6 separate regions of the Mus musculus genome follow, and regions 1, 2, 3, 4 and 6 are each linked to region 5. Evidence: chromatin contacts called from public Hi-C, HiChIP or PLAC-seq and promoter capture Hi-C data. All regions are on one chromosome and are shown on one strand. Each heading gives the region's core, a stretch centred on a gene start, on an enhancer-like site or on the middle of the called end of the contact. The rest is flanking DNA. Distances are from core to core; before and after follow the strand shown.

Region 1 (3,901 bases), core at 648-3,147, 150 kb after region 5:
TTAATTTCTGAAATGACTCATGGTGGTGAATAGATTTCCTCCCAAAGTTATTCCTTATGTAAATTTAACATTTGAAACACATTTTAGATGCATACTGCTTTGAAGCAGTGGTCCAGCGAGCTCTGGGAGCTCTCTCTGTGCCATTTCCAGATTTCCATGGCTCGTTTGCTACTGGAGTATAAGGAGGGACCTTAGATGAGCTTCTGCAAGGCTGCTCTTGTGTTCTGCTGCTGTTTGCTTGCCGATGGTTTGTTCCCCTTTTCAGTTTATAACCCAATAGCTCACACTGATCTGTCACTCCCCAGAAAGCTGTGGCTGCCGGTAGACCCACAGTGGCTCTCTTGCCTTGCTTAGGATTTCAGGCATGAGCCACCAAGATAAATTTTCTCTTTTCTAAGGAGAAAAAGTCTTTTCCATTCCAAAGGGATGATTTGGGCAGAAAGTCCCCTGAATTATTGTCTCATGTTCTTGTGTAAGGTGAGAGGCGATACCTTTGCGCCGTGTCCTGGCATTTTCTAGAACCGCCATAATGACACCAGAGTGGCCACTTGTCTTTCAGTTCAGTTCACTCAAATGTGATACTTCTTCCAACATAGTGGTTCAATTGCCAATGCTCTGTAGCCAGTCCTGGCTTTCCAGAGCCTGCAATGCTCATCCCAGCTAAGTCACCAGTTGTGACAGATCAGCCATAGTGGTAAAGGCATTTCACTGTTAAAATTAGATACAAAGTTGACCTGAGAGAGATGGGGGTGAGGGGAGGGTATTTTTAAACATTTACTGGCACCCCACTGTCATTACATTTAGAACAGTACAGAATTTCTATGATCACAAGACGTGGGAGAGTGCAGCTATAGAAGACTAAGCTAGTGTCTGGGGTACATCTATCTATATATAAGAAAGAAAAAATATGTCCCAGGCGAACTTGGTGTTCTGGTGTGAATGGGACACAACTGTGGTGTTCTCTTTCTGTGTCTCCAAAAACCAGTCAGGCACCTGGAGGTTCCAGAGCCCAGCCATGCCCTCTCCCATCTGTTTGTGAAAACTTGAGTTACTTTTGGCAGCTGGATTCAATCACAGAGATTTAAATATTTCCAAAGGTGCCCAAGTAGTTAATAGGATACCATTTTAGGAAAATAAATAAAACTCTGTGTTGACTTAAAACTATCTGAAGGCCTATATATGACATGGGATACAAGCACACTGGTTTATTAGAAGAAACTTAACAGCACACTTGTCTGTATACTAACGTGAGACTTATCTTATAGATAGGTGACCTAATCGCAGATGCTACAAAGGACCTGAGGCTGGAAGTGGCCTCTCTCCAAGAAAAACTGCATGAATCCCATGCACAATACACAGAAGAGTCTGAATCGAAGAAAAAAGAAATTGAAGACCTGAAAAATCTGGTAGCAGAATTCCAGTGTCGTTTGAAACAGGAAACTGGCCGTGATGATTCAATTTCCGAAGAGTTGAAGAAGGAAATGAAACAGAAGTCAGACGAGCTGGAAAGAGTAAGGCTGGCCCAGACACAGCTGCTGCAGCAGTTCAGCCAGTCACAGGAAGAGGTAGGAAGCAGAGAGCCCCCAGTGAGGACCATGGCCAGTTAAAAAGCAGGCAGGCAGGCAGGCAGGCAGGTACGCAGACAGACAGACAGACAGACAAATGCAAATGTGACAGGCAGTTGGAGGTCAAGAAGAGAGTCACAGCCTGGCTCCCAGGCATCCCTTGGCTTCATAGGACAGTTCTCTTCTTAAGTATCATTTATTCTTTGAGAATCTCATGCATACATACTGTGTATCTCTGTTAGTCATATTCATACACATCCCTTCCCTTCTCTCAACTATGGAATCCCCCTACGCCCTCTTCCCAACCTGACGTCCAGTGTTTTGTTTTGTTTAATAACAGTCCCGTGTATCCATGAGTGTGCAGCCATATACTGGGGCCTGGTCCATCTACCAGGGGCCACACCCTAAAGAAAAGCTGACTGTCTTTCCCCTAGTAGCTACCAGTTGTCAGCACTGCTTCTCAACTAGGGGTGGGAGGCTCACGTGCCCCTCCTGCTCCAAGCTGGACCCTGGCTGGCCTGATCCTATGTGGCTCTTATATATACAGTCTCAGCCTCTACAGAGTTCAGAAGTACAAGGGTCTTGTCGTGTCCTAGAGAATACCCAACCCTATTTCTTAGACTCTTTCTGTTCCCTCTTCCACCATGTTCCATGGACCCTGGGGGGATTGGTGTGATATTGATGTCCCATTTTTGGCTGAGCCCTTTCTAGAAACCAGTTCTGTGCAGCAAATAATCCCTTAAAAGCTCCACACCTAGAAGTCTTCCAATTAGATCTCACTTGCTTTAATAGTAAATCCTCACCAAAGAAAGCGTCAGGGCACATGTTGCTTACATTCAAAAAAATGTGGACAATGTAAAGATAATTTGAGTCTCATGTTTTACAGCTCTGTCAACCTGACTTGTAAAGCAACTTACATGCTTTCGTCTTCTGCCTTACATATGCACAGTTATATCAGTAGTGTTTTCTTGTTGTGAAGTAGGCTTATTTCTATTGAGAAATTTTTATCTCTGGCTTATTTATGATGAATTGGTAAACATGCTAGAAATAGTGTAACAATTGATCGTAATACTTGATCCCATAATAGCGATATAGCATATAAGGAAGAATGGACGGTTTTGAATGTTAGTGAGAAATAAGATTTCTGTCTGCCATATTGGCACGTTAATAAAGAAGCAAATAAAAAGTGCTAGCAATAATATTGTTTATTAATAATAAACACTATGTTTTTGCTATATTTAAATTGCCAACCAAAACTGAGAGCTTATATCACGATAAATGTGAAGTATGGGGTAGACAAAGCGCTAAATAAGAACAGTGTCTACCTTTAGATGTAGCCTTACTTATGTGTCACAGGTGAGACGCTAACAAACAAGCTTGGAGAGTGTCACAGGCTCACACAGTGAGAGAGGCGGGACTCAGACTCGAGTCGCAGAGGGACAAAGATTCCTATTCCAGGAAGACTTTTTAAATTTTATTTTATTTTTTTTATTATTTTGTTTAAGACAGGGTTTCTCTCTGTGTAGCCCTGGCTGTCCTGGAACTCACTTTGTAGACCAGGCTGGCCTCGAACTCAGAAATCTGCCTGACTCTGACTCCCAAGTGCTGGGATTAAAGGCGTGGACCACCACCGCCCGGCCCAGGAAGACTTTTTGATTCTAAATTTCAGGGCAACCTCAGGCTTAGCCCATAATATCTCCTAGTCAAGATCACTTACTTTTACTCTAAAAGCGAACAAAACCAAAACCAACAAACAGAAAAGAGTAAACCCAAGCCAGCCTGGGCTGGGGAGGAGGGGCCCCAGAGGGCAGCCAGTGCTTGTGAGGGACAGCAGCTCAGGCCAGGCGGGAGAGGAGCACACTGGAGAAACTGAGGAAAGAGGAGCTGCTCACTCACTTCTACTGGGTCCATACTAACACTCCCACGGACAACAGTGGGCGAAGGGAGAGAAAGGCCAAGTCACTGGACTAGCAAGTCTGAAGCCAAAAAAAAAATAAATAAATAAATAAATAATAAATAAAATGGCACTGTAATAAATGTAAGAAGTGACCCATCCAGAGGACAAATAAACAGAAAAAAGAACAAGGTCAATTTTTTTAAATGCAAATTATCATCTATGTAGGTTTTGAGCACTATGCTAGATAAAACAGTGGTATAATTATGAAAAAATGGTAACTAACTTCTGGGAAATGTTAAAGAAATGACCTACACAGAAATTTATCACATGAAACCTTACACGGAAGGGTAGAGACACCCTATATTACAAGTCTATAATTTATTGCTACTTGATAAATTGCCCTCAAAGACAATGACTTCAAACAATAAGAGTTCATAGT
Region 2 (3,836 bases), core at 631-3,130, 240 kb after region 5:
AACCATAAAGAATAACCATGCTACAATCCACAGACCCAAAGAAGGTAAGTAACAAAGAGTGATTAAGGGGGAATCACATGAATTTCACTGAAAAGAAGAAATAGAATAGAGATCATGGGTGGTTGGGGTGGGATGGCAGACTAGACAGAGGGGAGACGGAAACAGGACAGATCATGTGAGAGAGAAGACAGGAGGAGAGAGTACTGGGAGAGACAACTAGAACGGGGAGGGCATCTCTGGGACCAGCTAGAAACTTAGGGCAAGAACAGTCCAAGGAATCTACGAGGGTGACACTAACTTAGATCCTAGCAATGGAGGATATGGAGCCTGAACTGGCCATCTCCTGTAACCAGGCAAGACTTCCAGTGGAGGCATTGGGACACCAATCCAAATGCAAAACCTTCCACATGCAATTCATCCTACCTACAAGATGTGCTGGGACAGGAGCATAGCATAACCATCATCAGAGAGGCTTCACCTAGCAACTGATGGAAACAGATGCAGAGACCCACAGTCAAACATTCGGTAGAACTTGTGGAATCCTGCAGAAGAGGGGGAAGAAAGATTGTAGGAGCCAAAGCGGTCAAGGACATCACAAGAAAGCCTACAAAATCACTAACCTGGGTCCACCAGGGTTCATAGGACTGAACAGCCAACCAAGGAGCTTGCATGGGACTGGCCTAGGCCCTCCGTACATAGGTTATAGTTGTGTAGCTTGGTCTTCCTAACAGTAGGAGCTGACTCTGTTGCTTGCCTTTGGGACCCTTTTCCCCTACTGGGCTGCCTCATCTAGCCTCAATAGGAGAAGATGCACCTAGTCTTTCTCCAACCTGACATACCGGGGTTGGTTGATATCCATGGGAGGCCTCCACTTCTCAGAAGAGAAAGGCAGAAGGAATGGATGGTTAGGAGGGGTAGTGGTGGGTGAGAAACTCAGAGGAGAGGAGGGAGGGGAGACAGAAGTCAGGAGGCAAATTAATTAATTAATAAAACAATATCATTTGCCACATTGAGTTATGTCCCTCAAAAATAAGGTTTTTTATTTATTTATTTTTTTATTTTTTTTTTTTTTTTGGTTTTTTAAAAAAGCCTTTTCCAAAGCAAACAGAGCTATGATTGTTCTCCTTAGAAAGGGCTGAGGTACAGGCTGTTTTTAAAGGAATGAACTCCCTGAAGGGTTTCTGAAATCTGAGTCAATTTTAAAAATTCCTTCTGCATGTTGCTTGTTAGGACCAAAGCAACTGTATAAAATCAGGAGCCGTGTAAGCCCCAGTCCTAACCCTGTCCTGTCAAACTGCCACAGGGGTTTTCCTCGGTGTCAAGCCAAAACATAAACAAACAGGTTAAAGATAACATAGTAAGATTGTAAAGAGTGGGAACAGCCCACTGAAGCATTCTATAACGTCGTAGCTGCCCCTTGATTTAATTTTGTTGGCTTTCAAAGTAACATAAACCTAGTGGTCTCTTTCTTGGTCAGTTGCATAGCTTGCTCATGTTCCAGGCTTTTTAGATGCAGAAGTATTTTCCCCTTCCAAGCATCTTGTGACACTTCCATCCCCTTACCTAACAGGGTGGCTGGATTTATTTAAGAGGATTTTGAAGTTGATCCCTTTTATATAACTCAGAAGACCGAGTAACAGAAAAGAGCAAAGGAGAGAAGATGTCAGGGAGAGAGATTACAAACACGAGCTTCGCCTCGGAGGTGCTCTCTAAACAAGGAGAGGTCAAAGGTGCTCTTAACGGACAGACAGAGCTGGAGTGTGAGGAGCAGGTTAGCTTACATCCATTCATCAAGGGTTAAGCTTTAAGCCTAAGAGCTTTGGGTGAGTCATGGCCAGAATTTGGCAAAGAAATGCAACACCTTATCTCTAATCAGCCCTGCCTCAAAATAGCTCTGTCTTCCCTCAGGCAGAGACTCATCATCCCAGCTAAGCACAGTGCATCGAGGTGCTGAGCCCCACTTAATCAGAAAGTCTAGCTGTGCATGTTATTCATCTCTTGCACAAAGTTAGCTCGCTCTCTCCTTCTCTCTCACTCTCTCCCTCTCTCTCTCTCTCTCCCTCTCTCTCTCTCTCTCCCCCTCTCCCTCCCTCTTCCCCTCCTCCCCCTCCCCCTCCCCCTCCCCCTCCCCCTCCCCCTCCCCCTCTCCCTCTCCCTCCCTCTCAGTGGAGCAATGCATAATTTAGCAGAGCTGAAAATGACTTGCACAGATTCAGGATATCAGGCAGGAAAGAACCTTCCAACTTTCCTGGGCTGACACTTCTTCATTCTACAGATGGGAAGACTGAGACCCAGAGATAAAGGCTGTGCCCAAGAACACACAGTCAGTTGGCAGGGGTGAGGGAGACCTTCTCCAACAGGAAATTAGCAGCGCGGATGAGGGAGACATTCTCTTTCTCCTGGCTGTGCTGCTAAACTCTGGAAAAAAAAAAAAAAAAAAAAAACCCTGGTCCATTTTCCTTCCGTTGTTAAGGAAGTCATCAATGCTGCCAAGAGTTTCCAAATCAACACTCTTCCAGGCAGCACTTATTAAACTCTCACTGGGGCCTCTCAAACCTCTGTTTCTAGCTTCATGATCCAGACAGCATTTGATTGTTTGTTCATTTCACATTTGAGATTGGGATAGATAGTCTACTGCAGTTTCTTTCTTTCTGCTGGAAGAGAATGTAACAAACAGGAAGTTAAAGTTCTTGTGGGGTGAGGCTCAGACAAAAATGCCCACTGGCATTATCAGCTGCTTCCCCCTAACACACACACACACACACACACACACACACACACACACACACACACACCCAAACGCCCTCACCCCAGCACCAAGCATGAACAACACTCAGGCTAGTTCTGACTCGGGATTTGACCTCCTAGAGGCCATCTACAGAGGATGGCTCGGCAGGAACATTCCCCCCCAGCAGTTCCCCTCCCACCATTTGTACCCTGTGCCCACTGAGAACTCTTCACACAATCTGGGCCTTGTCCAGGCTGTCTGAGGCACACAGAGTCTAAGGCACAGGGCTTGCAAAAGGCTGCTGGAAACTGAACGGGATAATGGAGATTTAGAATTCAGACAGTTCCAGGGCTGGAATGTGCTGCTAGGAAAATGCCTGGCTCCAGCTAGCTTCAAGCAGTTTTGTTTCAGGTTGTTACTATCCAAGACGTTGTGTCCAAGACTAAAGAGAAATAGAACACTAAGGCGCAGGAAATCGGATTTCAACTCCCTCCCATTTCTCGGTGATTGTTGTCTCTTGAGCGTTCCCATTTGTTTTTTGCCTGAGTCACTCTGGATGGACTTATCGAAGCTCTTGAGTGGAAATTGGTCCCTAGTTGTTCCTCGATGTGGGCGTTATCTCTTCTAGGAAAACTCCAGCCTTCCTCCTAAAGACCCCAAGCCCTCTAACTCCCACTAGACTTCCTACTGAAAGCTGAACAAATGGCAGGCGCTTAATAAATTCCTAAAAAATTCATGGTCAGCATCATGTTGCCTAGACCTGTTTCAACCAATTCCATGCAGAACTCATGTCCTAATCATGAAGAAACTACCAGACAAAATAGTGGAGACCCAAGGTTCACACACACTGCACAACAGAGCCAGACCTCAGGCCCACAATTTCTAAAAGGATATCTGGTTTTCACTCATCTTCTGTCAAAATACACATAAAATATAGTGCTAAAGATATTTAAGTGAAAGTCAGTAGAGAGTGAAACAGTACTAGGATATTGTGGAGGGGACTTTACAGTACAGTCAATTAAAACAAATTAAAAAAAGTAAAACCAGAAACAAACAAAAAACCAGGAATCAGGCATGTGGTGCACAGAACCAATCCACAGTAAATTGC
Region 3 (3,756 bases), core at 247-2,746, 220 kb after region 5:
CTCCCTTGTTGGAGTTCCTGTCCTCACTGCTTTTGATGATGAATTGTTATACCAAACCATAGTGAAACAAACACTTTCCTCCTAAGTTGATTTTGATAATGGTGTCTCATCATAGCAATAGTAACCCTAACTAAGACACATCCAAATCTCTCCTTGAGATTTTCACCACCACTGGTCTCAGGGTATGTGTCCTGATCATCTATTTCTTGGATAATTATTTACTATGTTCTAAAGGTATGCAAACCAACATATGCAAATGTATTGATGTTAACACTGGGTAGCCAGAACTAGTGCTCATTCCAAACTATGAGAAAGATCCTGCTGGGTGGTGGTGGCGCACGCCTTTAATCCCAGCACTTGGGAGGCAGAGGCAGGTGGATTTCTGAGTTCGAGGCCAGCCTGGTCTACAGAGTGAGTTCCAGGACAGCCAGGGCTACACAGATAATCCCTGTCCCCGGAAAAAAAAGAAAGAGAGAGAGAGAGAGAGAGAGAGAGAGAGAGAGAGAGAGAGAGAGAGAGAGTCCCACAGAGACAGGAAAAGGCACAAGTATACATTGGCCTTGCTCTATCCTGGATCTTTCTTTTTTCTCCAGAAGATTTATTTTTATATAACATGTCTATCTGTCTGTCTGTCTGTCTGTCTGTCTGTCTGCTTATAAAAGCCAGAAGAGATTGTCTGATAGTCTGAAGCAGAAGTTGCATGTGGTTGTTAGCTCCCTGACATGGGTGCTGGGAACAAAACTCAGGTCATCTGGAATTGCAGAAAGCACCAAGACATTTCTACCCCTGTACTGTGCTTTCGTAGTCATGGGCTCTCGTTTTATTTATGTAATTTGGAGGACACTATTTCGAAAAGTCAAGGAAATGAACATTCCAGGAGACAAAGTAACCTGACTAAAGTCACCCAGCTAATAATCAGTGAACCAAGGATTTGAACTGACTCCCGGGCATACAGAACACAGTGTGTAGCCCGCAGAACCCAAGCAGATATAAGGTACACACAATCTTAGTCGACAGCAAAATTCTTGACAAATATTTCTTTTTACTACTTTAACATTACAGATTGGGTGAGTTCCAATTCACACAAGTTCAGAATTTTAAGTCATTTAAGTACATCAGAATTCACGGGATTCCAGAAGCAAAACTGGCTCTGAGATGCCCCAGAGCACCACAGGCAATGGTGACTCCATGCGCAATTTCCTATTTCAGCACTTGGCCCAGGTACCTCACACAGGACTGAAGATGAGAAGGAGATACCTAGGCAAATCTGCCTAATTTCCCTGAACTCTGTGTAGTCCAAGTACCGCAGCTTGACACATCCATATGGCTTTGCTTTCTTGGGCAATTGCAGCCTTGGCAGAGAATGAGAACACCCGCCCTTGACAGGAACTGTATGTGAATGAAAGGCTTCAGGTGCTGGGCTGGCTCCCGACTCCTCTGCAAAAGGAAGTGCCTCCCACTTGGCTTGGTGCAGCGATGGTACAGGTGAGTCACCACATTGCCAGCCAGGCAAGTATTTTAAGAAACATGAAGTGTAAGCAGGAACCAGCAGAGAAGGACGAGGACTGAAGTGTCGCCATTAGCTCCGAGGGTGTCTTGTTGTCATGGTGCTAGGAAAATCACTTCCACTTAGAGTTCCACTCACCAGCTGTTTTGCTGGAACTTTTTTGCACGGGAGGCTGGTAGCCACCCCAGCACAGGCGTGGGCCACGGGTGTGCACACATGAACACCTGTAGCAGACACCCACTCCAGAGGCCTTACATTGCTTGTCTGACGCATGCCCCTACCTCGTGTGACATAATCGGAAGCTTTGGAGTAGAGTCAGCAACAAGAAGAACCACCTCAACCTCTGTTTCCCCTCTGGCATACCACCGTTGCCCATCCTTTGAAACACTATTTCAAGGCTCAGGCCTTCGACCAAAGGTTTGCAGCCTTCCCAATGCTGTGACTCTTTAATACAGTTCCTCATCGTGTGGTGATGCCCCAACCACCAAATTATTATCGTTGCTACTTCGTAACTGTAGTTTTGCTACTGTTTTGAATCATAACGTTAATATCTGATATGCAGGTGGTCCTAAGGTGACCCCTGTGAAAACGGTTTGATCCCCCCAAAGGGGTTTTGACCCACAGGTTGAGAACCACACACTGCCTTAGACCATTATGGGGGTAGATTACTTCAGGTTCAGCCAGAAGCAGGGGTTGAGGGTGGGATGAGGAAAATCTCCCCCAAAAAGTAACACTGGGACTCCTTGCCAGCCTGCATTCCATAGCGTGCTGCTAGGAAGATGACTCCCCACAGCCTTTCTTGGTATCCACAACTGCACTGCACTGAAGGGAAGGGCAGATGCTGACTGCTGCCCAGAGGCGGCTTCTGTGGGACTGTTCCTTTCTTGGATACCATCAAAACCCCAACCAACAAACAAACAAAAAAGTCTGAATGAGTGTTTAGGAATGATTGACCAGTGTGAGCAATTAGGCCTCCTCTTCCTGGATGTTTATAGCCTGAGACATGAGACAGCTCACCCTCAGAGACCTCCTCCTAAAACTAGCTTACCCCTCCCCTGTGCAGTACCTAGCAAACACAGTGAGGTTTCATGTTGCAGCTGTTAGAGAACCTCACCTGCTCCCAGTTTCATTATATCTGTCCTTTCTTCACTTTCTTGTGATCCAAACAGCGTTGCAGAATTCAAACTGCACACTTCATGGTGGTAATACATGTGCTGAAAAATCCACAGTCCCTAATTCAAATCCCAGGGGTGAGTTAGGCATGGCAGAATTGGGGGAATCTGATAAAAAGTCAAAGAATGTGCATACCTCTGGCTACATGACACCCTATAGCATCTGCAGCCACATCCTGTGTTCATTTCTCTAAATGTCTCTGTTGCAGAAATAGAATGTAGGGAGCCTATGTCAATTCAAGAATGACCTTTGTATCAAGTGTGCTCATTTCAGGACATATTTTGCTTCCACATAAGTTATAAGTGCATTTTTTTTCTTTTTGGTACTCAGATCTCTTGGGGTTTTGAAACTGTAAAGTTGCTTCCTCTTCATCATAGAGATGAACAGCCTGGGAGGGAGGTTTGCCACATTGGTTAATCTATAGGAGAGATGAGGCTGAGCTCCTAACCCCCAGTGAGGCTCCGGAATCCATGGACACATGGAGTGGTGGCTAGTCTTGGTTGTCAATGTGACTATATCTGAATTGAGCTACAATCCAGAAATGGAGGGCATGCCCGTAAAAATTTGTCTGCTTTGTTTGAAGTGGGTGAATCTATTTCTAATCTGGACCTTTGAGGCAGGAAGCCACACCTTTGATCTGGATCCTGAACCTGGAAGACACCAGTCTTTTACTTGGATCTTGAGATGGGAAGACATACCTTTAACATGGCCCATACCTTCTGCTGGAAGTCTACCCAAGAACATAGAAAAAGGAGCTCTTGCTTTTTAACATTCTTTTTTTTTTAAAAAAAGATTTATTTAGCCGGGTGTGGTGGCGCACGCCTTTAATCCCAGCACTCAGGAGGCAGAGGCAGGCGAATTTCTGAGTTCGAGGCCAGCCTGGTCTACAAAGTGAGTTCCAGGACAGCCAGGGCTCCACAGAGAAACCCTGTCTCGAAAAACCAAAAAAAAAAAAAAAAAAAAAAGATTTATTTATTTTATGTATATGGGTACACTGTAGTGTACAAATGGTTGTGAGCCTTCATGTGGTTGTTGAGAATTGAACTTTAGGACCTCTACTCGCTCCAGTCAGTCCC
Region 4 (3,923 bases), core at 1,154-3,653, 180 kb after region 5:
TGAGTCTGTCAAAAAAAAAAAAAAAAAGCTGGAGAGAGGGCTCAGTGGTTAAGATCTTTCTGCTCCTCCCGAAGGCCTGAATTCAGCTCCCAGCACCCACATCAAGTAGCTCACAATCACTTGTAATGCCAGTTCAAGGGTATCTAACACCCTCTCCTAACCTCCGCTCGCGCGCACACACACACACACACAATTTTAAAGAATATATATATGTATATACTTTAAATATATATATATGAATATATATGTATATACTTTAAATATATATATGTGTATATATATATATATATATATATATATATATATATATATATATATACTTTAAAAATAAAAGCAAACAAAGCAGTATACGGTTATGGGTATGTTCAATGGGTGTACATATGCTCTGTCAATCCCCACATTGGGGACAATAAAGAAAAAAAATAATGAAAACTGACAAGGGATATAACCATCACCACCTACCCAAAAGGAAAGCCAGGTCCTCTAAACTACAAAGTCACCTCCTAGCGCCATAACCTAAGGCATGAACTGCCCTTTTTCTATCTTCAGAGACCACACCACAGCCTTGGAATTGAACCAGCCAGCTGGGCTGGGTATTTCAATGTGACTGTCCTTGAAGTATTGCAGCACCCGTGTTTCCCATTTCCGAGAAGCTGGACATTGTTCTTGAACAGAAACACACTTGAAGCTACAGTGTAGATGCAGCAGAGATCACTGAAAACGTTGATGCATCTTTTGCTTGGCTTGGAGAGATATCAAGCATTCACTTGCCATCTGTAGATCAGTAATATTTTGATCTTTATTACTTTACGTGGCAATTGGGCAAGAAGCTCTATTGTCAGTCCCTACCTTTTCACATGCTGAATGCTGTTGCATCAGGACATGAGTTTCCCTTTTAAGCTTAGGCCTGTGATACTGAGCATATTGATTCTCCTTTATGAGCACAGACTGGAGTGAACTCTGTGCCCAATAGTGAAATGACTGCATTTAAAAAAAACAAGACAAAACAAACAAGAAAACCACTCAGAACTTCCTGCATCTGTTACTTTGTTGTGCTGGAGATAAACAGAATCTCCTTTATTAACCTCTGCACAATTTAAAAGGAATGAAAGCCCGAGTTTATCAAGTTCATGTTACTATCTTTATGTGCTGGCATTTGGCAATGTCTTCAGTCATTGTTTTTCATTATCGCTCTGGCTTTCAGAGCCTCCAGTGCAGTCACTTTGGCAAACTCGTGAATGCCAGCAGCCGTGTGAAGACAATGAGTGTCACTCTGTAATGTGACATGGGGAAATATTTTTCAATTTCCTAGCAGGTGCTGAGCTATGATTCTGACTCATAAAGGTGGTGATTATCTGTCTTTTCTGAAGTGAAGCAGCAGAGGGGAAAAAAGCATACTAAAACTAATGAAGAAAGCAAAAGTTGGGTCTGTTCTCTCTAGCTGGAGGATCTCTGGTCCTGGGAGTTGTTTTTCTCTCCTGTAAATGGATTGTTGTCTTGTGAAAGATAGCATCAGAGAGGATATTTGACTTTAGCAGGGACTGTTGGTGAACTGTATCCCTATACCTATGGACAATTCAAGAAAGATAAAAAGCATGAGGGCTTTATAGTGCTGAGTGTGGATGAAGCTTCTCGCAGACTGAAAAGAAATTCTTACCAGCTGCAGCACAAATACTGTTCAGAAAGGATTTTACATCAAGAGTTGTTTAACATCAGTATGCTTCATACAGGGAGGTCGCTGATCATATAGATGTGGTGTGTTAAGTAGAAACAGGAGTTGATTGATTCCTGTACAGCATGCATTGGTGATACAATGAATTAGACCCCATAATGGTTCTCCCTAGGTGTGGTGGAAGTGAAGGATAGGAGGGTGGTGGAGAAGGCTGATTTGACAGATGATATGAGAAGACCAGCTGACAGCAAAGGGAAGATGTTGCAGGATACATGTGCTTGAAGTATCAGAGGCCGGATACAGGACCAGAATATTTCCTCTATGCCTTCCTTCAGCATGGACATTATGTATCTCTATAAAATTTAGGAATCACAAACTTAAGAAATTATCTCTGAAGAGACAGCATTTATTTAAATGTCCTTGATCCATCCAGGGACCGGTAGCCTTATCAGTCAGTGGAGCCAAACTCCAGGCAGAGCTCAGGGAGTCATCTCCACAGCAAGGATTACAGCGGCCCCACCCATATCATCAGAGACATATAAAGGCGTCAGCAAAGTTCTCTTCCAATGGACTCATTTTTTCTCCAAAATTTGTTTCTTGCTTTCCAACTGCTTTGCTTAGTCTTCTGTAAGTAGATTTTGGGGTGTGGTCGCAGGAGGCCCGCCTGGAGGACTTCGGCGATGGAAGTGGGAGAGGCCCTATGAGTCTCACAGCAAGAATGAAGAGCCTCCTGCCTAAAGACGTTAGTCACTGGAAGTCATCCCTTTCTACCCACAGTGAGTCACAAGCCCCTCAGCCTCGCCTGTGGCGCAGAGGCTAAAGAACCAAAAACAGTTCATGCACATGTGAAACTACATTCGGGATGGACCATGACTGAAGGTCTGCTCCTGAGCTCAGCTTCCTCCAGCATCCTCGGGGGTGGGGTGGGGGTGTAGACCAAGCAGGAAAGTTCTTGCCCCTGTCCATCCTTCCCTCCCTTTGAACATCTTTCCCACACACTGCACACACCTTCCGACCACTGCAGCCAACAGTCTGCTTCTACCACCTGCATTTACAAGGCTTTTAACGTCTTCTGACCAGTCAGATATGCTGTTTATCCTCTCAGTTTCAACCACTGACTTCATTTAAGGTCATGTCCAAAAGGTGCTGTTTGCTACAGAGGGTCAAAAGTCACATTTTCTACTTTTTTTTCCCCTGTGAGTCTCACGCAGCAAATGCTCCTCTGTGTTCCTTTGACTTCCAAAGTTCTTGCTGGCCATAGTTTAACTGGATGCTTGCAGTCACACATCCACACGGTTCCCAAGCAGTGATTCTTAACCTTGTGAAAGTGCCAACGTTCTTTGAAATTGCAGTAGAAGGCAGGGCCTAGGCCCTCCTCAAGAGGACACATGTAAATATGTACAAGTGCTTCATGAAAATGCCAGGCTTCGCAGACCCTCTTGAAGCCTGTTCAGACAGTAACTCCAACCTAATGACCCCTGTTTAAACTCATTCTTCCAACTGTTCTGTGAGGTCATTGTATTGTGACCCATGGGAAAAACAAGGGCTGGTGAGTGGGACTCACCGCTGTCTGTGACTTGCCTGAAGTGGCTTCTGGCCAGGTTCCAAGTCTCCTCTGAAGCCTGTTTTGTGGACTTGTGTTTAGAAGAACAAAGCCAACACGGGAAGTACTTCTTCCAACAGGGTCTGCGTGTCAGAGCAGAGACTGGCATTCTTGGCGTTCTTGCCCATGTGATGATAGCTCCTGTCTGACTAAACCAACCTACAGAGTCCCACTTCGCCTCCTGAAGCAAGGTACCTTACCTAGGGTTAGAGAGACACATGTAAGAACAACAACCTCCTTGTTGTTGCAAATCTTTGACTTTCTCATGAGTAGTCCCCAGCTGTCTCCCCAAATCTGTCTGTACTGCCAGCTGGTCCATGAGGGTGCAGCCATACTGGGTCACTGTTGGGCAAGCAAGCTTTCTCTGTCAGCAGCCATGACTGTCATTCTCATGTCTTGACATAATGTGTTCCACACAAATCCTGGACCCTTTACTCAACTTTCCCCATGGATCTAAAGGCCTCTCTGTGTTCTAGCATGTGAATGATGTGTTGAGAAAGAGTCTCTGAAAGACATTGAGTGATGCTTTATGTAACAGCTCCAGTTTCAACTGTCAATACATGAGATTTGAAATGAAAATCTCCATGTAGCTGTTAATGCACAATGCCTCAGTCACTGCCTCAGAGATCCATCTTTTATTGCCTCACT
Region 5 (3,870 bases), core at 991-3,490:
CAGGACACGTGGAAAACTGAGTCTCATTCATATCCAGACACTCTATAAACTAGGAGGGCACCCCCTGGGGGGTTACTGACCCTCAAAGAGAATAACAATGAAGGGTCACAAAGAAATTAAAAGGAATTTAATTTTTAATTTTCTTTTTAAAACGGTGGCTTGTCTTTAAAAGTCATGGTAAAAAGTGAAATAGCTGCCGAGCGTGGTGGCACATGCCTTTAATCCCAGCACTCGGGAGGCAGAGGCAGGAGGATTTCTGAGTTAGAGGCCAGCCTGGTCTACAAAGTGAGTTACAGGACAGCCAGGGCTACACAGAGAAACCCTGTCTCGAAAACAAAAACAAAAACAAAAACAACCCTTTTTCTTCAGTACTCAAAAGTTGACCTGTGCTAATCTGCTAACCTTTTTTGAAAGTGTATGTATACACACACACACACACACACACACACACACTCACTCACACGTTTCATTTTAGAGGATTTAAAGATTTGCTTTTATATTGCTTTTATATTAATTACAGCATATAACTCTCTCCACTCTCCTTCAAATTCATGGCCTCTCTTTTCTCTATTCTTCTCTCATACATCCTGACTGCAACCTCCCCTCCCTCCATCCTTCCTAGCCCCTTTCTAGCCCCTGGCCTCAACCTCCCCTCTCCCCCAGACTTACTGCCCCTCTATTTCTCTTCAGGAAGGAGCAGGCCTCCCAGTGATATCCACCAAACAGGGCATAACGAGATGCAATTAGATTAGGCACAAACTGTCTTTCTTTTACCCAATTGTTCTTGGATTCAAACATGCATTTGCATATACACATATATTTCCAAATACAACCTGTAGAGGCCACATACTGTTTCTTGTATGCATGTTTTCAAGGGCTGACCATTTGGCATAGGCCAATTGGAAATACACTTCTTATTTCTGTTCTTTCCGGAAGCTATCCTTTCTTTTTAAATTCTTACTGGGTCTACCACTACCTAAACTGGACTTTATATAATAATGAAAACTTTCTGTAGGAGTGCCACATGTGGCACTCCTACAGAAAGTTAGGCTTGTGGCTAATTAGCAATGGGATTTAGGATTGAGAGGGCATTTACAGTGGTAAGGAAAATGGACTCAAGGTGATGTGTAACGAAGAGGCATAGATGAAAGTGAATTATAGCATTTCCATGGGATTTCATCCCATTTTCAGAGGATTGCCTTCCTTTTTAGATACAAGTGCTCGGTAATTATTGTCCAAACTGTAGTTATGTGCCCTATAACAATACTTTTGGTATAAAATTCCTAATATCTAGTGATGTTAGTTACCGAGACATTTTGTGTAGTGTTCGTGGTGATGCTGTCAGAAGCCCTCTGTTTCTAGCCCTCTTGTATATATTCAATGATATACAGTACATAATACTAGTTACTCAATAGTAAGTAACTGTTGTTAGTTTCTGCATAATCTATATCTTTCATGACTTAGGGGAGTATTCACTATTTTCATGCGGTTATTTTCATACTAGTGATCAACCAGCAGCTCCAATAGATCTGGCACTATTTCAAATCACCTGTTCACCTTCCTCTCTCCAATGCCTTTTCTTTCTATTCATGCAAACTATTCTTTAACAGCAATTATTGTTCTTTTCTGCTAGGAAACCGTGTTTTCTTTAGTTACTGGAGGATCAGAACTTTGGACCTCAGATGCTCCTGGAAAAGGAGCAGACTACGAAGACACTAATCATACCAGTGGCCTGTGTTAGTCACCAAGCATCATCTCATCCTGCTTGCTTGTTGCGTAGTAGGTCATCAGTATTTGTTTTATGAATAAAGTATGAATAAAGGGAAGTCGTCAGTGTGTAAAAACAAGAGGCCTTCCATTACTTGAGTGTGCAGTAGCACGTCTCAGTAATACTTCATGAACTAAACCCGTCATCTTGACTTCTTTGGACCAGAATGAAATTCTAAGCAAGCCTTCCCCAGTCAATTCCACTTAAAAGCTTCTTTTCCTTCCGTTCGACAACAATGATTGCCCCTGCAGATGAGGCACATGGCCACCCACTTCCCGCCTCTTCATCAGCCTCGGCTGCCCGTCGTCCCCGCGGGTTCCAGAGCCCCATCCCCGTCCGTCACAGAACCGCGCGTAAATCCGCCCTCTCCTTCGACCCCCGCCACCCGCTCCAGCTTCCGCCTAGCTCGCTTTTGGGACAAATGATGCAAAAGAAGCTCCGCTTCCGCGTCGGCGGGGGCTGTGACGTCACCGCGCCTTGACGTCAGGCCAACGTGCAGCGCGGTCGCCCGGGAGACCAGGGAAGCCGTTTTACACCCTGCGGAGTCCCGGGCTAGGTGAGGGTCATGGCCTTCCTCAGTCCTCAGAGGACCCGGTCGGCGGGGACACAGTTCCGGCGCAGAGACTGGCGGCGCGGGACTGCGGGGCGGCGGGGGTCGGGAGGAGGAAGGCGGGAAGGTGGGGCGGCCTCTCGGCGCCCCAGGCGAGGCCTGGGCCAGCGCAGTCCGGTCGGGCGGTTAGTTTCCTGCAGTGACCTCCTGCTCTCTTGCCCCCGACCTGCCCTTCGGTGAATCACGCCCCCGGAATGGTACTTGAGGAAGGGCCTGGAAGCAGAACCTGAGTTAATGACCGGGCGTGACACCGGTGTAAGAATCGGAAATGAACCACCAAGGGCATTTCTGCGTTTAAGAACACGCACGTCTATCTCGTGACCAGTGTCACAGAGAAGGTTCTCAAACGCACGTAGCAGCGGCCACGTACCTCTGTACTTTTGCCAAGGACAGTTTCCACATATATAATGGGAAAGACCAAAAGGAACTTGTTTGGTTAAAATACTGAATGGGTAACTTAAAAATCACGTTTTCTTCTGCTAAAGAGCAAACAGCCCTACACTTCTTGAAAAGCGGAATTATATGTGGATTCTACTATTCTTTTCACGAGTAGTCACATCTTTATAAAGACCCAATGGACTTTTCTAATCGGCTTACAAGCTGTTTCTTAAAATATAGGCAATAACAAAAATAAACGTTAAAGAAAGTAGTACCCTTCTAGTCACCTTGGGAATTTTAGGTGCCCACCTCTTAGTTGTAATCATCAGCATGCATTGCTTAGCAGAAAAGCACCTAGTTATTACAGTCTGCACTCACAGTTTACATGGGTTTACAATAAAGTGTCTTTATATGAGGACAAGTTACACATGTTCTTGGGACGAATCCAATGAATGTATCTTGCCTGTAATCTTGTTACTATGTCTTGTGCGATGTGCATTGACATCAGTTTCTCCTCCACTTCGTTTTAGAGGTCTTTCAAATTTACCAGGGTGCTATTTTTAAATTTTTCTTTCATAGCCAGAAGCCTGCCACTTCTGGTGACATAGTAATATGTTAAGAGTAGTCACAGCGAAGGCATTAAATAATAAACATCCCACTGGTACCTTGAATTTATACGTTATTTAGGTCCATGCTTGCTAATACTTTTGTGGATGGCACTTTAAGAGGAGATATAGTTGGCTGTATAAGGGAAAAATATTCCTGTGGAGCCCAAGATACTATCATTTCCATTCACCAATGATGGCTTAACTGAAGATAATGCCTTCTGGTTTCTTGCCATGTGACTATGACAGTATATGATTATGTACTTGGTCACTTGGACCCATGTCCACATAATTACCATTACTCCCGTGGTTGGCCTCAGTTAATATTACCAAGCACACACGTGGGAAGACAGCTCACTAGTTTTGTTTGTTTTAAATAGTAGCTTATTGAAATGAGGGATATTTTGGGCTAACACAGGGTTGAGGAATCTCTCCTCCACTGATGGTTGCATAGTTTACAAAAATAACACCAGCATTATTTTTTCCTTCACTCTCTTGCCCCTAATTTA
Region 6 (4,001 bases), core at 1,362-3,861, 130 kb after region 5:
CTTCTCTTAGTCGAGGAGGGAACTTCTATAACACCTTCCTTCTGTCCTTGACTCTAAAACTAGAACCACATGGCCTAAGCTGCCAAGTTCTGCTGTTCACTGAGGCTGGAACATAGCTCTTCATTCAAAAGCTTATATCTTCACTGGGTTTTGTTTTCAGTGGTTAACTCCACTGCCTAAGCTTGGCTATTGTAGTACAAGCTGGCTTTGAACTCAGAGATCTGCTTGCCTCTGTCTCCAGAGTATTGGAACTAAAGGCATATACCACCACCCTATTCTTTAATTCTTTTTCATAAGTTGGAAGCCTCACTGGGTAGGATCTTGCCCTAAGGTCACTACTCCCTTTATTCCCTTTAATGCCAGGCTTTAATCTGTTTATCTCCTTGAACACAGGATTTAGCTTCATTCTACTTCTATGGTGCCTTTTTTCTCTGTTTTGTATTTTTCGTTGTTCAGCATGCTCCTTTTCGTTACAGATATTCATAAGAGTGAACACTAAAAAGCACACAACAGAATCAATACTAGGTTGTTTTGAGATTTCCTCTGCCAACAGAATTAATACAAAACTCTTCACTTTAGCCTCAGGCAGATTTTTCAAACAAGCAAAAAGCAGCCACAATTGTTAGCCAAAATATTATAAGAATAGTCTTTAGAACACATAGAACACATAGAAATCTTCTTCTCCTCTGAAACCTCAAGCCTGGACCCTGCAGTTCAGCTCACCCTCAGCACCACTGTCTTCCATGTTCCTACTGTGCTCGCCCTTTAACCCCCACTTAGTGTTCAACTACATTTCTAAAAGTCCAAAGTTCCAGAGTCCACATTCCTCCAAACAAAAGCATGGCTGGGCCTACCACAGCAATACCTCACTCCTGGTGCCAACTTGTCGTAGTGAGGTTTCTATGGCTGTGAAGAAGCACCATGACCACAGCAACTCTAATAAAGGAAAACATTTCATTTGAGCTGGTTTACAGTTTCAGGGGTCCATTATTGTTATGGAGGAAACATGAAAGAGTGCAAGCAGGCATGGTGCTGCGGGAGGAGCTGAGAGTTTTACATCTTGATCCACAGGTGGAAGGAAACTGTGTGCCACACTTTAGCATAGGAGACCTCAAAGCCCGGCCCCACAGTGACATACTTCCTCCAGCAAGGCTACACCCACTCTGACAAGGCCATGCCTCCTATTAAGTGCCACTCCCTATGGACCAATGAGGGTCATTTTATTCAAACCACCATATCTATCTCATTTCACTTTAAAAACACAAATTAAGTTCTTGTACATTTCAGAATGGTGACTTAAAAGCATAAAAATGGGCTTTGGGCATTAGAAAGGACAGGGAAAATATAAGGAAATAGTCTGTGGAGAACTGCTGAAGTCTGCAGAACCTTAAACTAGAATTACATCATTCCCCCTTTCCTCCTTCCTATCCTATGTCTCCTCTCCCTCTGAAATTCATGGCCTTCTCCTCTTTAACCAGTGTGTGCGTGTGTGTGTGTGTGTGTGTGTGTGTGTATGTGTGTGTGTGTGAGTGTGTGTGTGAGTGTGTGTGTGTGTGCGTGCGTGTGTGTGTGTGTGTGTGAGTGTGTGTGTGTGTGTGTGTGTGTGCGTGTGTGTGTGTATGTGTGTGTGTGCGCGTGCGTGCGTAAAACAAATATATAAATACATCTTGCTTGCTGAATCTGTTCAGCTTTGCCTATATGCATGTTTCTAGGGTAAGCACTTGGTAGTGGATAATGATTTAGGGGACTTATCCCTAGGGAAACTAATTCTCCCTCTCTCATCAGTTATTAAATGCTTGTATCTCTTTATATAGGAGTGAGGCTTTATGAGATTCCTGCCCTTCCCACATCCCATCTACACTGGGTTGTCAACCAATGTTGGAATTGTTCAGGTTCTATTTAGGCAGCCATGTTTAGATTTACGGGTGTGGCTTCCCTATAACTAGAAGGCACAATCTCACAGCAGACTTGCTGGCTCTCTGCCTCTTACAGTCTTACAATCTGTACCTTCGGTACAGGAGTTGTGTTGTGGATGTATCAGTTGTGGCTGGGTAACCCACACTCAGTTGTTGTCTGTATTTTTGGCTAGTTATGGTTTTTTGTAATGATCTCCTTCTGCTTCCAAGAGAAGCTTTTTTGAGGGGTATGAGTTACATTATCTGTGGGTGTAAGGATAAATATTTAGAGTGAAGCTAGGAATTATATTGGTTTAAGAGAGTGGAAGTAGAGAGGAAGGGGAATAAATAATGCTTAGGATGCTTGAAAAACATATAGAGAATCATCGTTTTATATTTACCTAAACTCACATACAATACATATATGTGAATACGTATATATGTAGCTAAGTAAAGTTACACCCCCTTGCGATGATAAGACTCCTCCAAAGAGCCATAGATTGTCTAATCTAATAACCTCCCCCAGCCCAGTACCTGATGTGAGAAACCTCCTTTCATTGGCCAGGAGAATCTAAGAGGGTCTCTAAAACAATATAAGCTATTGCTGTTGTGCTTGGTTGCTTCCCCAGAAATTTACTAAAGACACTGTGCACTGTGGACATAGAACTGTGAGGAGGAGTGAGCCAGAGCCGACTTAAACGCCCCCTGAGGACTAACTTTCACAAGTACCATGAAGTGAAAGCTACAAAGGGAGGAAATCGTCATAGTTCCATGCAGCTGTGGCCGTTATGAACCATAATAGACACCATCACGTAAGATATCCCTAAAGGGGCAGTAGTGATGCTGTGTGTCGGCAATAACCAACTGACAGCTTTACAACTGAACTTAAGGCTGGCTTAAAAGAGGGAAGTCATACCTAGGGAAATTAGAACCCTACCCAATGCACGTGGATAGCAAGACCATGATACTAGAGCAGATTCCACTTACCCTTTTAACTTTGATTTTAGCTATATGGCTCGGTTAAACACAGCACTGTCTTCAAACATTTATCATGTCCTTGTGATGAAAATAGTCAGAATACTTTCTTCAAGCTTTTGGAAGTGTGGCACACAGTTAACATTAGAACACCAGACCCTCTTACTCCTACTGTAGTCAGTCCTCCTGAGCAAGTGCTTCACCTCTCTCTACCCCCAGCCTCTCCCACCTTTAGTAACTGCAATTCTACCCTTAAACTTTATGAGATCAACTCTTTGTAAACCACATATGCGTCAGATCATGCAGCAGCGTTTAGCTTGTCTTTCTGTGCCTAGCTTATTTCACTTAACACAGTGCTCTCCAGTTCTAACCACATTGTCACAAATGGTAGGAGTTTCTTCTTTGTAATTGCCATAATATGCCGTTGTTTCACCAAACTTTTCTGAATTCCCGTGATGGATACTAGCTTCCATTTCTTGGCTATTGCTGCAGTACACATGGGAGTGCAGATGTCTCCTTGACATACAATTCCCCACCCCCTTTGATATGTACCCAGCAGTGAGATTGCTGGACCAGATGGTAATTCTATTTTTAGATCTTTAAGGACCTCCCCTCATGTTCTCCAAAATGGCTACACTAATTTACATTCCCAATGACAGTGCTCCCTTTTCTCCTAGTCTGCAGCATTTCTCATTTTGGAGTAGCCATTCTTATTGGATAAAGTGATATAGCAGCTCGTATAAGCTTTGATTTGAACTTCCCAGTGTTTGGTGGTGTTGAGCATTTTGCCCGTACCTGCTGAGTCATTTACCTGTCTTCTCTTCAGAGATGTTTACTGTGCATTGTATTAGGTTTTTGCTGTTATTTGAATTTCTTATATTTGGATATTGACTCCTTGTTAAACTGTGTGGTTTACCAGTATGGCCTCCCATGTGGCAGCTTGCTTCCTCAGCCCGATGGCTACTTCCTATGCTCTGCACAAGGTTTTTGCTTTGTCATGATCACATTTGTCAATTTATGCTTCTGTTTACTGTGATTTTTAGGTCTTCTCTAAAAAGACCTTGCCCATTCAGATGCCCTAGTCTCCTCCATAGTTTCTTCCAGGAGCCTCATTTTTTCAGGTCTTACCTG

The links. Promoter capture Hi-C pulls out the DNA fragments that hold promoters and counts their contacts. A called contact is a pair of places that touch in the nucleus more often than the background predicts. HiChIP or PLAC-seq counts read pairs in DNA pulled down with a chosen protein or histone mark.
Region 1: a Hi-C map of bone marrow-derived macrophages shows a contact between it and region 5, with 2.6 times the contacts expected there. The contact joins the enhancer-like site here to the promoter of Lekr1 in region 5. A contact is called at or near these places in 6 of 39 promoter capture datasets (the C10 cell line, cranial neural crest, embryonic stem cells and 2 more), 8 of 484 Hi-C or Micro-C datasets (bone marrow-derived macrophages, cardiomyocytes, cortical neurons and 4 more), 6 of 115 datasets of contacts at active chromatin or transcription factors (bone marrow-derived macrophages, cardiomyocytes, embryonic stem cells and 2 more) and 1 of 9 other capture datasets (adipose tissue).
Region 2: a contact with region 5 is called in an H3K27ac HiChIP or PLAC-seq map of extraembryonic endoderm stem cells, with 4 times the contacts expected there. The contact joins the enhancer-like site here to the promoter of Lekr1 in region 5. A contact is called at or near these places in 5 of 39 promoter capture datasets (the C10 cell line, cranial neural crest, macrophages and 2 more), 1 of 484 Hi-C or Micro-C datasets (the AML12 cell line), 9 of 115 datasets of contacts at active chromatin or transcription factors (bone marrow-derived macrophages, embryonic stem cells, extraembryonic endoderm stem cells and 5 more) and 2 of 9 other capture datasets (adipose tissue and macrophages).
Region 3: a FOXA1 HiChIP or PLAC-seq map of pancreatic cancer cells shows a contact between it and region 5. The contact joins the enhancer-like site here to the promoter of Lekr1 in region 5. A contact is called at or near these places in 10 of 39 promoter capture datasets (the C10 cell line, cranial neural crest, embryonic stem cells and 5 more), 1 of 15 datasets of contacts at CTCF or cohesin (the NIH/3T3 cell line), 3 of 484 Hi-C or Micro-C datasets (bone marrow-derived macrophages, neutrophils and uterus), 14 of 115 datasets of contacts at active chromatin or transcription factors (astrocytes, bone marrow-derived macrophages, differentiating embryonic stem cells and 9 more) and 2 of 9 other capture datasets (embryonic stem cells and liver).
Region 4: a contact with region 5 is called in a promoter capture Hi-C map of the SN4741 cell line, with 2.1 times the contacts expected there. The contact joins the enhancer-like site here to the promoter of Lekr1 in region 5. A contact is called at or near these places in 16 of 39 promoter capture datasets (the 3T3-L1 cell line, 3T3-L1-derived adipocytes, the C10 cell line and 10 more), 24 of 484 Hi-C or Micro-C datasets (B cells, MC3T3-E1-derived osteoblasts, Th2 cells and 18 more), 16 of 115 datasets of contacts at active chromatin or transcription factors (CD8 T cells, the NIH/3T3 cell line, bone marrow-derived macrophages and 12 more) and 3 of 9 other capture datasets (adipose tissue, embryonic stem cells and pancreatic islet).
Region 6: a contact with region 5 is called in a promoter capture Hi-C map of pre-B cells. The contact joins the enhancer-like site here to the promoter of Lekr1 in region 5. A contact is called at or near these places in 3 of 39 promoter capture datasets (liver, macrophages and pre-B cells), 1 of 484 Hi-C or Micro-C datasets (cortical neurons) and 3 of 115 datasets of contacts at active chromatin or transcription factors (CD8 T cells, bone marrow-derived macrophages and embryonic stem cells).

The regions. Positions count from the first base shown.
Region 1 is chr3:65,818,529-65,822,429 of GRCm38.p6, forward strand. It overlaps Lekr1 (leucine, glutamate and lysine rich 1), which reads left to right. Exons shown (of 13, transcript NM_001166659.1): 12 at 1,266-1,565. Among named protein-coding and RNA genes, the nearest start is that of Gm25755, 49 kb to the left of the region's middle. Within about 2 kb of position 1,898, at least 31 of the 459 cell types and tissues checked have an H3K27ac peak or open chromatin away from gene starts, as enhancers often do. A contact at or near this core is called in adipose tissue, bone marrow-derived macrophages, granulocyte-monocyte progenitors and 1 more, where this site is marked.
Region 2 is chr3:65,903,036-65,906,871 of GRCm38.p6, forward strand. No RefSeq gene overlaps it. Among named protein-coding and RNA genes, the nearest start is that of Gm35039, 23 kb to the right of the region's middle. Within about 2 kb of position 1,881, at least 100 of the 459 cell types and tissues checked have an H3K27ac peak or open chromatin away from gene starts, as enhancers often do. A contact at or near this core is called in adipose tissue, bone marrow-derived macrophages, extraembryonic endoderm stem cells and 4 more, where this site is marked.
Region 3 is chr3:65,883,270-65,887,025 of GRCm38.p6, forward strand. No RefSeq gene overlaps it. Among named protein-coding and RNA genes, the nearest start is that of Gm35039, 43 kb to the right of the region's middle. Within about 2 kb of position 1,497, at least 56 of the 459 cell types and tissues checked have an H3K27ac peak or open chromatin away from gene starts, as enhancers often do. A contact at or near this core is called in the NIH/3T3 cell line and pancreatic cancer cells, where this site is marked.
Region 4 is chr3:65,842,103-65,846,025 of GRCm38.p6, forward strand. No RefSeq gene overlaps it. Among named protein-coding and RNA genes, the nearest start is that of Gm25755, 72 kb to the left of the region's middle. Within about 2 kb of position 2,404, at least 65 of the 459 cell types and tissues checked have an H3K27ac peak or open chromatin away from gene starts, as enhancers often do. A contact at or near this core is called in the NIH/3T3 cell line, the SN4741 cell line, granulosa cells and 4 more, where this site is marked.
Region 5 is chr3:65,663,988-65,667,857 of GRCm38.p6, forward strand. It overlaps Lekr1 (leucine, glutamate and lysine rich 1), which reads left to right and starts at 2,241. Exons shown (of 13, transcript NM_001166659.1): 1 at 2,241-2,324.
Region 6 is chr3:65,794,125-65,798,125 of GRCm38.p6, forward strand. The region is part of intron 9 of Lekr1 (leucine, glutamate and lysine rich 1); the gene reads left to right. Among named protein-coding and RNA genes, the nearest start is that of Gm25755, 25 kb to the left of the region's middle. Within about 2 kb of position 2,612, at least 1 of the 459 cell types and tissues checked has an H3K27ac peak or open chromatin away from gene starts, as enhancers often do. A contact at or near this core is called in pre-B cells, where this site is marked.